Linked DNA regions of Mus musculus: regions 2 and 3 are each linked to region 1. A link is a contact called in public promoter capture Hi-C data. All regions are on one chromosome and are shown on one strand. The core of a region is the stretch at or near the end of the contact, and the rest is flanking DNA. Distances in the headings are between cores, read along the strand shown. Region 1 holds the start of 5430425K12Rik (RIKEN cDNA 5430425K12 gene). Region 2 holds the start of Adgrv1 (adhesion G protein-coupled receptor V1). Region 3 holds the start of Lysmd3 (LysM, putative peptidoglycan-binding, domain containing 3).

What was found. Promoter capture Hi-C pulls out the DNA fragments that hold promoters and counts their contacts.
Region 2: a contact with region 1 is called in a promoter capture Hi-C map of liver, with 6 times the contacts expected there. The contact joins the promoter of Adgrv1 here to the promoter of 5430425K12Rik in region 1. A contact is called at or near these places in 5 of 39 promoter capture datasets (hematopoietic stem and progenitor cells, hippocampal neurons, liver and 1 more).
Region 3: a promoter capture Hi-C map of liver shows a contact between it and region 1, with 10 times the contacts expected there. The contact joins the promoter of Lysmd3 here to the promoter of 5430425K12Rik in region 1. A contact is called at or near these places in 7 of 39 promoter capture datasets (the 3T3-L1 cell line, 3T3-L1-derived adipocytes, hippocampal neurons and 3 more), 2 of 115 datasets of contacts at active chromatin or transcription factors (large pre-B cells and pancreatic cancer cells) and 1 of 9 other capture datasets (adipose tissue).

Annotation. Positions count from the first base shown.
Region 1 is chr13:80,939,101-80,942,055 of GRCm38.p6, reverse strand. It overlaps 5430425K12Rik (RIKEN cDNA 5430425K12 gene), which reads right to left and starts at 1,653. Exons shown (of 5, transcript NR_103550.1): 1 at 1,402-1,653; 2 at 759-850.
Region 2 is chr13:81,631,465-81,634,483 of GRCm38.p6, reverse strand. Adgrv1 (adhesion G protein-coupled receptor V1) reads left to right here and starts at 1,340. Exons shown (of 90, transcript NM_054053.4): 1 at 1,340-1,477. The coding sequence starts at 1,456.
Region 3 is chr13:81,656,460-81,659,433 of GRCm38.p6, reverse strand. It overlaps Lysmd3 (LysM, putative peptidoglycan-binding, domain containing 3), which reads right to left and starts at 1,628. Exons shown (of 3, transcript NM_030257.1): 1 at 1,498-1,628.

The DNA.
Region 1 (2,955 bases), core at 404-2,903:
GCTGACACGGACAGATTGTTCGCTGCCCACTCCAGGGGTTTGCAGGCGTTCTTTCACACATCAGCGGAGCAGGGGAGGCACTATCTGTTCTCTGCCATTAGGGATTCCTATGCAATCTGAGGAAAGAAGCCTTTTTAACCCTCAGAAGTGATCCTTGAGATCTCTAGTATTGATCTACATGCAGAACCACTTCTGGAACTTGAATCATTGAGAGAGCATATGTATGCTGGCACTGTGGAATCTTAAACCACCTAGGATTAAAAACAATCAAAAACCTTTAGTCTGTTTGAAGATGACATTATGGAACCAAACCACTTACTACTCCTCTTTTCACCTGCCAATACAGCAAAAAGTAATGTTGAGGCTACCTCCATCGCCCCCCCCCCCACCCGCTTTCCTTCTTCTATATGTCCCTACATTAAAGAAGGTACTTGGGGGCTCCTTCAAGAAAAGTTGACTCCAAAGTGAGCTCCAGTGGTCAGCCAGGGCCCCATTTCTAGAGGGCAGAGTACAGTTCTGGTATGAGGGCAACACTGTGTGGCTGCCACACACCACTTCCCCCAACCCATCTGCATACATAGGCTGAGCACTTGCTCAGACACAGGGACCCATGAGAACAAGTCCAGTGTTGCTTCACCGATTAAAGGGCTCCCATGAAGACTCATGCAGCTAGTGCCACCCTACAGACTGCCCGAGCTGCCCACAGGAAAAACTAATTACATTCAGATCGCTGGAGAGCGGTCATCCAGAATACATACCTTGCAAAAACTTAGGAACATTCAGGTTGAGTAATGGTTCAGATGGTTTGCAAATAACACATGCTCGTTTTTATGTTGCTAAAGACTCTTTGCTAGGAAACGAAACACTTGAAATTTAATCTGTAATGTTCTCAAGAGTCTTAGGCCAAACCAACTCAAGCTGTGAACGCCTTGGCTCTGGAGAGCCAGGCAAGGGTCAGGGCAGGGCAGTCCCTGGCCTGGCCTGATGCCTCCAGAATAAACCAAACAGCCACCGGAAGTGGTTTCTGGGAGTCAGTAGGTGGCACACTTCCTCTTGAGTCAGAACTGAATCACAGCTGTGAGCCGCAAAAAGGATCTTTCTTTATCCCCTACCTTTTTTCCCTGTTCCCAGCAGTCACATTATCAAACTCTATCAAATGATGTGTGCCTCGCTTAGCTTAGCATATTCCAATGAAGAAAGGGAGAAAGAAAACCATTTGGAAACAAGAAGAGGGTGGGAAATACAGAGGCCTGAACTGAACTCTGACATTGTTTCATAACTAGTCACATTCTAAGAGATGCAAAGGAAAGCTATCTGTAGGTTTCACTGGGGTCATAAGGACCCCAGTTCTCCCAGCTCCTGTCTGACCCACTTCCAGTGAGACAGTTAGCTCTCACTTACATAAGCTGTGTTGCTTAAAATGGCCCTGCTTGGCTTTTCACTTGCTGAACCTGGCATACTCCCCTGTCTGCTGGACAGCCGTCCTCGATGCTGTCCCGAGCAAGGCCTTCGGTCAGCTCTGGGTGAAATGATCCTGTTCTGAATGTACTGAATGCTGTTGGCAATGCTGTAAATTGTTTTTAGTCCCAAGGAAAAGAACTCGGCAGTTACCAACAAGTCACAAAAACAGGCATACTTTCCCCCATCTTCTCCCTAGTGTAGTTCTGGGAATGCACATATATTTAACCACATTTTTATCTGATGACCTTTATGTTAGTATTGCTTTGCTGCTTCCTTTCAAGCCAATGTATTTAGATTGATAGCATGTTTATGAACATGACTTCATAGGCCCAGGCTAAATGCCCTATGTTTGTTTGACTCCTAGAAAACTGATAATCAGCCTGGAATCAGAAATCTTAGTACAATGCTAATATCTCATGGTTCCTGCTGTAAACCAGTCCAAAGTTTAAAGAACACGTTGATTTGTGTTCAGATTCAAGATAAACAGTAATCTGTAACTGTTTATATAGTCCTATGCTTAGTATATGCAGGGCCTTGGCTGCTGTCCTCAGTAGTGTGTGTGTGTGTGTGTGTGTGTGTGTGTGTGTGTATTTATGTATGAGTGTAAATGTGTGGGAGTGTGTGTGTGAGTCAGTATACAGGTGTGAGTGTGTTATGAGTGTGTGTGTGTGTGTGTGTGTGTGTGTATTTATGAATGAGTGTAAATGTGTGTGAGTGTGTGTGTGAGTCAGTATACAGGTGTGAGTGTGTTATGAGTGTGTGTGTGTGTGTGTGTGTGTGAGAGAGAGAGAGAGAGAGAGAGAGAGAGAGAGAGAGAGAATAAAGGGATCTGTGGAGTTGTGGGACCTTGCATAAGTCTCTGAACCTGTCTGAGCCTTCACTTCCTCAGTCTGCACAACAGGTTTCTAACACAAGGGTAGTCTTACTATGAGAACTGCAAGCTTTTCCATAGTGCCCAGGACAGCTCTTGTTTATGCTCAGTCTTTAAGATCAGTTTGTGCTTGTTCTCTTTATTTACAACATCTTTTCGCTGGGAGATATGAACAGCATTTGGACAAACGTGGGCATGCCAAGTCCCGTCTTGCCCAATGACATCATTTACATCCAGCTCCTGTAGCAATTTCATCCACAACACCTGCAACACATGTGACATCAAGTGGCATGTTGGACTCCTTCACAGACTGGTGGGGAAGTGAGCCAGGCAGTTTTCAAAGCCAAAGGCAGCTGTCTGGGCTGGACTGCACTGCCTGTGGATGGCAAGCTAATGGGAAAGGAGTCCTCATCTGACACATGGAAAGGAGTGCCTAAAGGACCAGTTGGGAGCGGGGCAGGGGGGGGGGGTGCAGAGCCAGCAGCAGCAGCAGCAGCAGAACTCATAGCAGCTAGATCTGGCACAGCCAGGTCAAACCAGGCAAAGGCTGGCCATCAGGGAGAAACAGACATTGCCATGAGAACTGAAAAGCCCTTCAGAAATTCGCATCTCCTGCATTTCCT
Region 2 (3,019 bases), core at 91-2,590, 690 kb before region 1:
TGATTATCTGGATAACTGGCTCATGATTTTGATTCTCTGTCGCCTTAAATCCTCTTACTATGCTACCGACTTGAGAGCTCACGCCCGCTTGTGTCCACTTCGTTCACCGCTTCTAGAAGCAGCAGTTTACTCTTACCTTTTGTAGTGCGTGCCGTGGGCATTTTCAGCCCCATGAATATGGTGTACAACAACTAGTTTGCCTAACCTTATCTTTGATGTCCAGCTGTTTGCCGAGTCCTACAATTTTGAGATGAGGCATTCTGCAATAGTTCATAATAACTGTGTCCCTGGATCCCCGTTTGTTACTTAAAGCTTATTCCATTCTGTTAGTTTGGAATGGATCTTGGATCCTCCACTGGCCTCTCTTTCTATTTAATTTAGTCGCTTTGTCTTTTCCTACTTTTTTTTTTTTTAAATCTGCTCTTAATTTATAACCTTGCTTCTTTCATTAAAAAGTGGAGGCAGGGGTCTGGAAAGTTGACGTTCTTCTAGAGGACCCAGGTTCAATTCTCAGCACCCGCATGGCAGTTCACAACTGTCTGCAACTTCAGTTTCAGGGGGATCTGTCACTCTTACCTATGAACAGAACATCAAATTAAATAATTATTAGCACAAAAAGTGGAGGCAGAGGGTTGGACCAAAAATCTTAGTCTTTTTCCTTGTTTGAAACTTCCCATGAATGATGCTGCAATTGTTCTGATAACCACCACGGCTCTTCCCACTATGGAGCCTTCATGACTAAGTCTAGGGGAGAATAACGACCCACATACACATGCCCTGTGTGCTATCAGAAAAAACTTGGTTCCCTTAATCCTTGAAGAACTTAGGTATTATTACAGTAGGTAATAAACTAGGTATTAATACAATATGAGATGGCAAAGATGTTGCCTTGTAAGTGTGCATAGAGATACCGCCTTCATTTCTAGTAATTCATCAGTGAATGAGTACTCAGAGTGAACACTTGAAGAAGGGCTTCAATCGATGGTAAAGGAAACACCCTTTTAGGTTCAGCAAACTGGAGAGAAGACTGGGAGCCGCTTACAGCAGAGCAGCTCCAAAGTTTAGCGCCTAAGAGAACCGGCCAAGCGCTGTGGTACCCAGCAGGTCAGCTTGGACGCCTGACTGCTGGAAGAGTCCATTAGTCATGGCCAAGGCGGGGAGTTCACCACGACGGAGTGCGGACCTGGCTGCCCGCTGCGCAGAGGACAGCCTGCTGCCAGGACAGTCACCCCCGCTCCACCGACCAGGTGAGCCCATCCCCCGGGCCAGAGTCCTATTGGAGCAGAGGAGCGCTAGGGGGAGGGGAGAGGATGAAGTCTTTGGCTGGAAGGGACAGTGCGGGGAAAGGATTAGCGTTGCAGAGGGTTGCGCTGGGTGTGAAGGGAGGAACGGCAGCGGTGGGGACCCTGGGTGTGAAGGGAGGCCCGGCACCGGCGGGGATCGGAGGGCACGCAGATGTCGGTGACCTCAGAACCAGGTAGGATGTGACTTGGGGTTGGTGCTGAGGGAATCCAGTGGGTCGGGGAGGGCTACAGCATCTCTTAGGCAGTTCCCGGGCAGCCGCCGCTTGCACCTGTTGCTGGAGGTAGGAGCGAGGGCGGCGCAGAAGGCGGGCGGGTAGCGGCCGCACGGACAAGCGGGTGGCGGGCTGCGGGTAACGGGACAAATGCCTGGTCCCTGCACAAGGCTGCGGCTTTGCATAGCTGCTCCCAAAGCTGCCATCTCAGAGAAGAGGAGACTGGGATGAGCAGAGCGAAAAGTTCCCATATCTCTTTCTGCCCAGTTGAAACACAGGCTCTAGTTTCAAAGATGGCTTGGAAAAATAATTGGGCAAGAACTGCAGGTGGTCGGTAGATAAAACTTCTTTTTGTGAATATCGAGGTAACTTTAAAGGAATCTTGTTAATGTTCCAGATACCTACTGCTTCAGGGAGTTTCAGTCAAGCACATTGTTTCCGATGAGTTTGAAATTAACATAGAGTGTAAAAATTCCTTATGTATATACACACACATATTTCTTTTATATTTTAAATTTCCTGAACTATTTTTCATTTCCATTGAGAAAATAACTTTAAGGTACAACATTAAGTTGTATATAACTTGTGTAAACTAACATCTTACAAAATCTATAGCCTTTAACATGTACATAATGTGTTTATAAGCTGCACATTCTTTTTTATTAGATATTTTCTTTATTTACATGTCAAATGTTATCCCCTTTCCTAGTTTCCCCTTCGAAAATCCCCTATCCTCTTCCTCCCTCCCCCTGCTCCCCAGTCCACTCACTCCTGCTTCCTGGCTCTGGCATTCCCCTATACTGGGGCATAGAACCTTCACAGGACCAAGGGCCTCTCCTTCCATTGATGACCGACTAGGCCATTCTCTGTTACATATGCAGCTGGAGCCATGAGTCCCACCATGTGTTTTCTTTGATTGGTGATTTAGTCCCAGGGAGCTCTGGGGTTACTGGTTAGTTCATATTAATACTCCTCCTATGGGGCTGCAGACCCCTTCATAAGCTGCACATTTGTAGAAATTGGAATTAAGATGTTACTTCTTGACAGGAAAAGTCCAAAATACCCCTTAAGTGATTTGGCACTGAGTGTTACAACCATCTTCCATCCCTGAACCAAAGCTTCCTTCTTTGTGAGTCATCTCTCCAAAGAACTAGAGCAAAGAAATAAAGAGAAAGGACATTAAAGAAGACAGTAGACATTTAATCAGGGCAGAGGTACCAGACTTATGTCTGGGAGATTTCCTAGGCTAAGTAGTAAACTCCTACTGATTTACAAATACATTCTGAATTATTACAAAAAAAATGCATGCGATTGCATGTGTTGGAGAATTATATCCCACTTCTGCCACAACTTAAGTGACTTTGAACATGAAACTGTTCTTCAGGATTTTGTTTCTTCACTTATAAAATCAAGCTCTTTGTGCTAGGTGATTGCAAAGATGTAGTCTAGTTAAAAATTACATCACTCAAGGTTGCATCTGTTAAAAAAACAATGAGTATATCA
Region 3 (2,974 bases), core at 379-2,878, 720 kb before region 1:
AGAAACGAAAACTAAAATAAAAAACAAACAGACAAGGGAGGGTGGCAGGAGACAACTAAAACTCAGACAACAAAAAGATGATATTCTCTATGTAAAAACATACCTATTTCATTTCATAAAATCCAGCCCTTAAAATCCAGTTTCTGACCTTGCTTTACAGGGACACTGTATATCTTTAAAAGTTGAAAAGTCTCTATTTAGATAATTTATTAACAGCTATATTAGTAGCTTGCTTCAGCTGCTCCCACAGGGGCTAAACTATTGCCAAAAACCACTCCAAATTTGACAGATCCAAGCTAAATGAGAGCCACGTTTCACATCTCAGTTTAAAGTAAGGAGCACACCTGTTTCTACAAGGACGCTTGCACTCCCTTATCTAGGTCTTTTCTAAAAACAAAATAAAAAGCCCACATCTTAGATGTAGAGGATGTCTGTCAGTTTTGTGGAACCAGTAGCAAGTTGCATACATACATACATGTACTACCTCAGGAAGTATCTGTTTCAGATCCTCAAAAGCATCCATCAAAAGCAGAAAAGATTAGATCTAAAGCAATGCATATGGGTGGTTACGTTGCCTTAGGTATGCTATCCCTCTAAAGCGCTCTCCCTCCCATTCTTAGTACAGCTCTCTGAAATTACTGACTAATACCCAGAAGCCATTTGAAACAATGTGTTCTTCTATCAGTCTTTCCCTCACCATGTCTTAATCAGGAATCAAAAGACTCCCGTCTTCGCGCATCTGTCTCTATTCCTCTAAAATGACAGGAAAGCAAAATAAACAATCTGGACACTACGGTCTGACTGTTCATCTGTAATCCAAGTGCCAAGCTGCACTTTGGCCCAGTAAGGTAATGACATGTCAATCTACTAAAGATTAGAAAGTACACGGAATCAAAGCCATCAGCCTCAATTCTCTTTACCTCTCTGAATTATCTATGGAATCTATGGCTTCAGAAAACTAGAACATGTTGCATACTGCACTGCTGACAAACGTCCTGAAAGTGATCATCAATGGGTATCGTGAGCATGTTTTCATCCACCCGGTCTAGACCGGAAAGCGACCTCTCAAATCCCTAGGTACTACATATTAATTGCTGCATATTAATATTTGGTCTTGACCTTCGGCAGGGAGCAAGAGAAGACTCACAGGGCACAAGCCAGTTCAGCACTTAGGACAGAATCACCCCGATCCTATTCTCCAGGGCCAATTTTAAACCTAAGCAACAACTGCAAACTTCCTCCCTCTTCCATTCCACTCGCTTTTATTTTTATTTTTCCCTTTCCTCCGGACGTCCCCCGCAAAGATTACATCTCTGATTTCTAAGTCGCCGCGTCAGACTGGGACGCTTCGGAGCAGATGCTAAGGGGACAGGCAGAATGGCCCGGAAAGGGCTGCCCAAAACCGGGAGGTAAGAGTCCTTCCCGAACCGGGGACAGCGCCCCACGGTGACCCCCCGATCGACGTCCTGCCCCGCCCCGCCCCACAGCCACCGTCACCTGTCCTCTAGCAGGGGCGCGGCGACACGGTTATGTCCTCCACCACAGCCGCGGCCCCGGAGACGTTCATGACCGACTCTAGGTTCTCCGGTGTCTGGGTCCGCTTCTGCCACCGTCGCCGCCGTCGCCGCCGTCCCCGCCTTCCGCACCGACAGCCGCCGCCACGTCCGCAAACCTGCGGTGCGTCATCGCGTAGAGTAGGCGGAGGTGCGAGGGCGCGGGCGGAGGCGGGGAACCCAGAACCCCGCGGCCAACCGCAGGCCCACGCCAGCACGCAGGCGCGCCGATGCGGCCGGGGCGGGGCCTGATTTCAGCCCCGCCTCTAGCCCCGCCCGTCCGGGGGCCGCCGGGCCGTGTTGGACTCCTGCAGTCTGTGAATCTAAACCCAACGGGTCCTCCTGGCTAAGAAACGTACTGAGCGGAGGGCATGCTTGAGGAAGAGCCAATGGAGAGCCGCTGTGCATTTCTTAATGCTCTGTATCTGGCACTTTCTTCTCGGTGGGGCAGAAGAAAGCAAAAACACTGGGCCGTGCTTTACCATATCGAACGAGCCCTAGAGCAGCAAACAAGACAGGCAGAGTGCCTTGGGTCTGTAGGTCAGCAGAGTGAGCCACCTAGCCAAGCTAAGCTCACAGTGCCCTGGAGCTGCACTTTGATGGGACAAAGTTGTCAACAACTTGTAACTAACCTACTTGGATTTGAAAATTAACAGGACGCCATTGGTGTTGCACTATCTATGGCAGTGAAATAAATACCTCTCTTCTGACTTTTTTTTTTTTTTTTTTTTTTTTTTTTAGAAATTTGCCGAAGTGGTAAATACAGTGTTTGTATTTATGCGAATGATGTATGACATTTTAAAGGTGCACCTGGTGTTTTGTGCTGACGACCGACAATGCACTTGACTAAATGCTTACCCATTTAGGTCAACATTGCCTAAAGACGTACCACACTTTTCTTTACAGTCCGAATACTTAGTAATTATAAAGCCTTTGGAACGCTGTTCCAATTTCCAAAGGGTTTTTTGTTTGATTGTTTGTTTGTTTGTTTGTTTGTTCTGTTGGTTCCTTGGTCGGTTGGTTTTCTGAGAAGTGCCTCTGCAAGGACTGGGATTTTACTTACATTGCAATAAGCGCCTTTTACTTGAAAGGACAAGGCACTGTGCTGAACAATGCTACAAAGAACTCCAGGCAAAGACAACCGGGGAAAAAAAAGTTTGCCCAAGTTATTCTTTGAGCTCTTGCCCCTGTGACACCGCTGTCTGTAACCATTTATCACGGAGACATTTTCTCATCAGGAGACAAAGGATATATTCCGTTCTTGATGTGTAGGGCCTCGGCTGTTCAGGCCTCATGAATGTTAATGGAATGCAACCGTCTTTTTGCAAGTAGGTTACTTTTCTTATTTTAATGTCAATAGGCCATGGAATCCTTGGGAGAGTCTGAGGGAGAACGAATTCCAAGCATTTCTTCAGGACTAC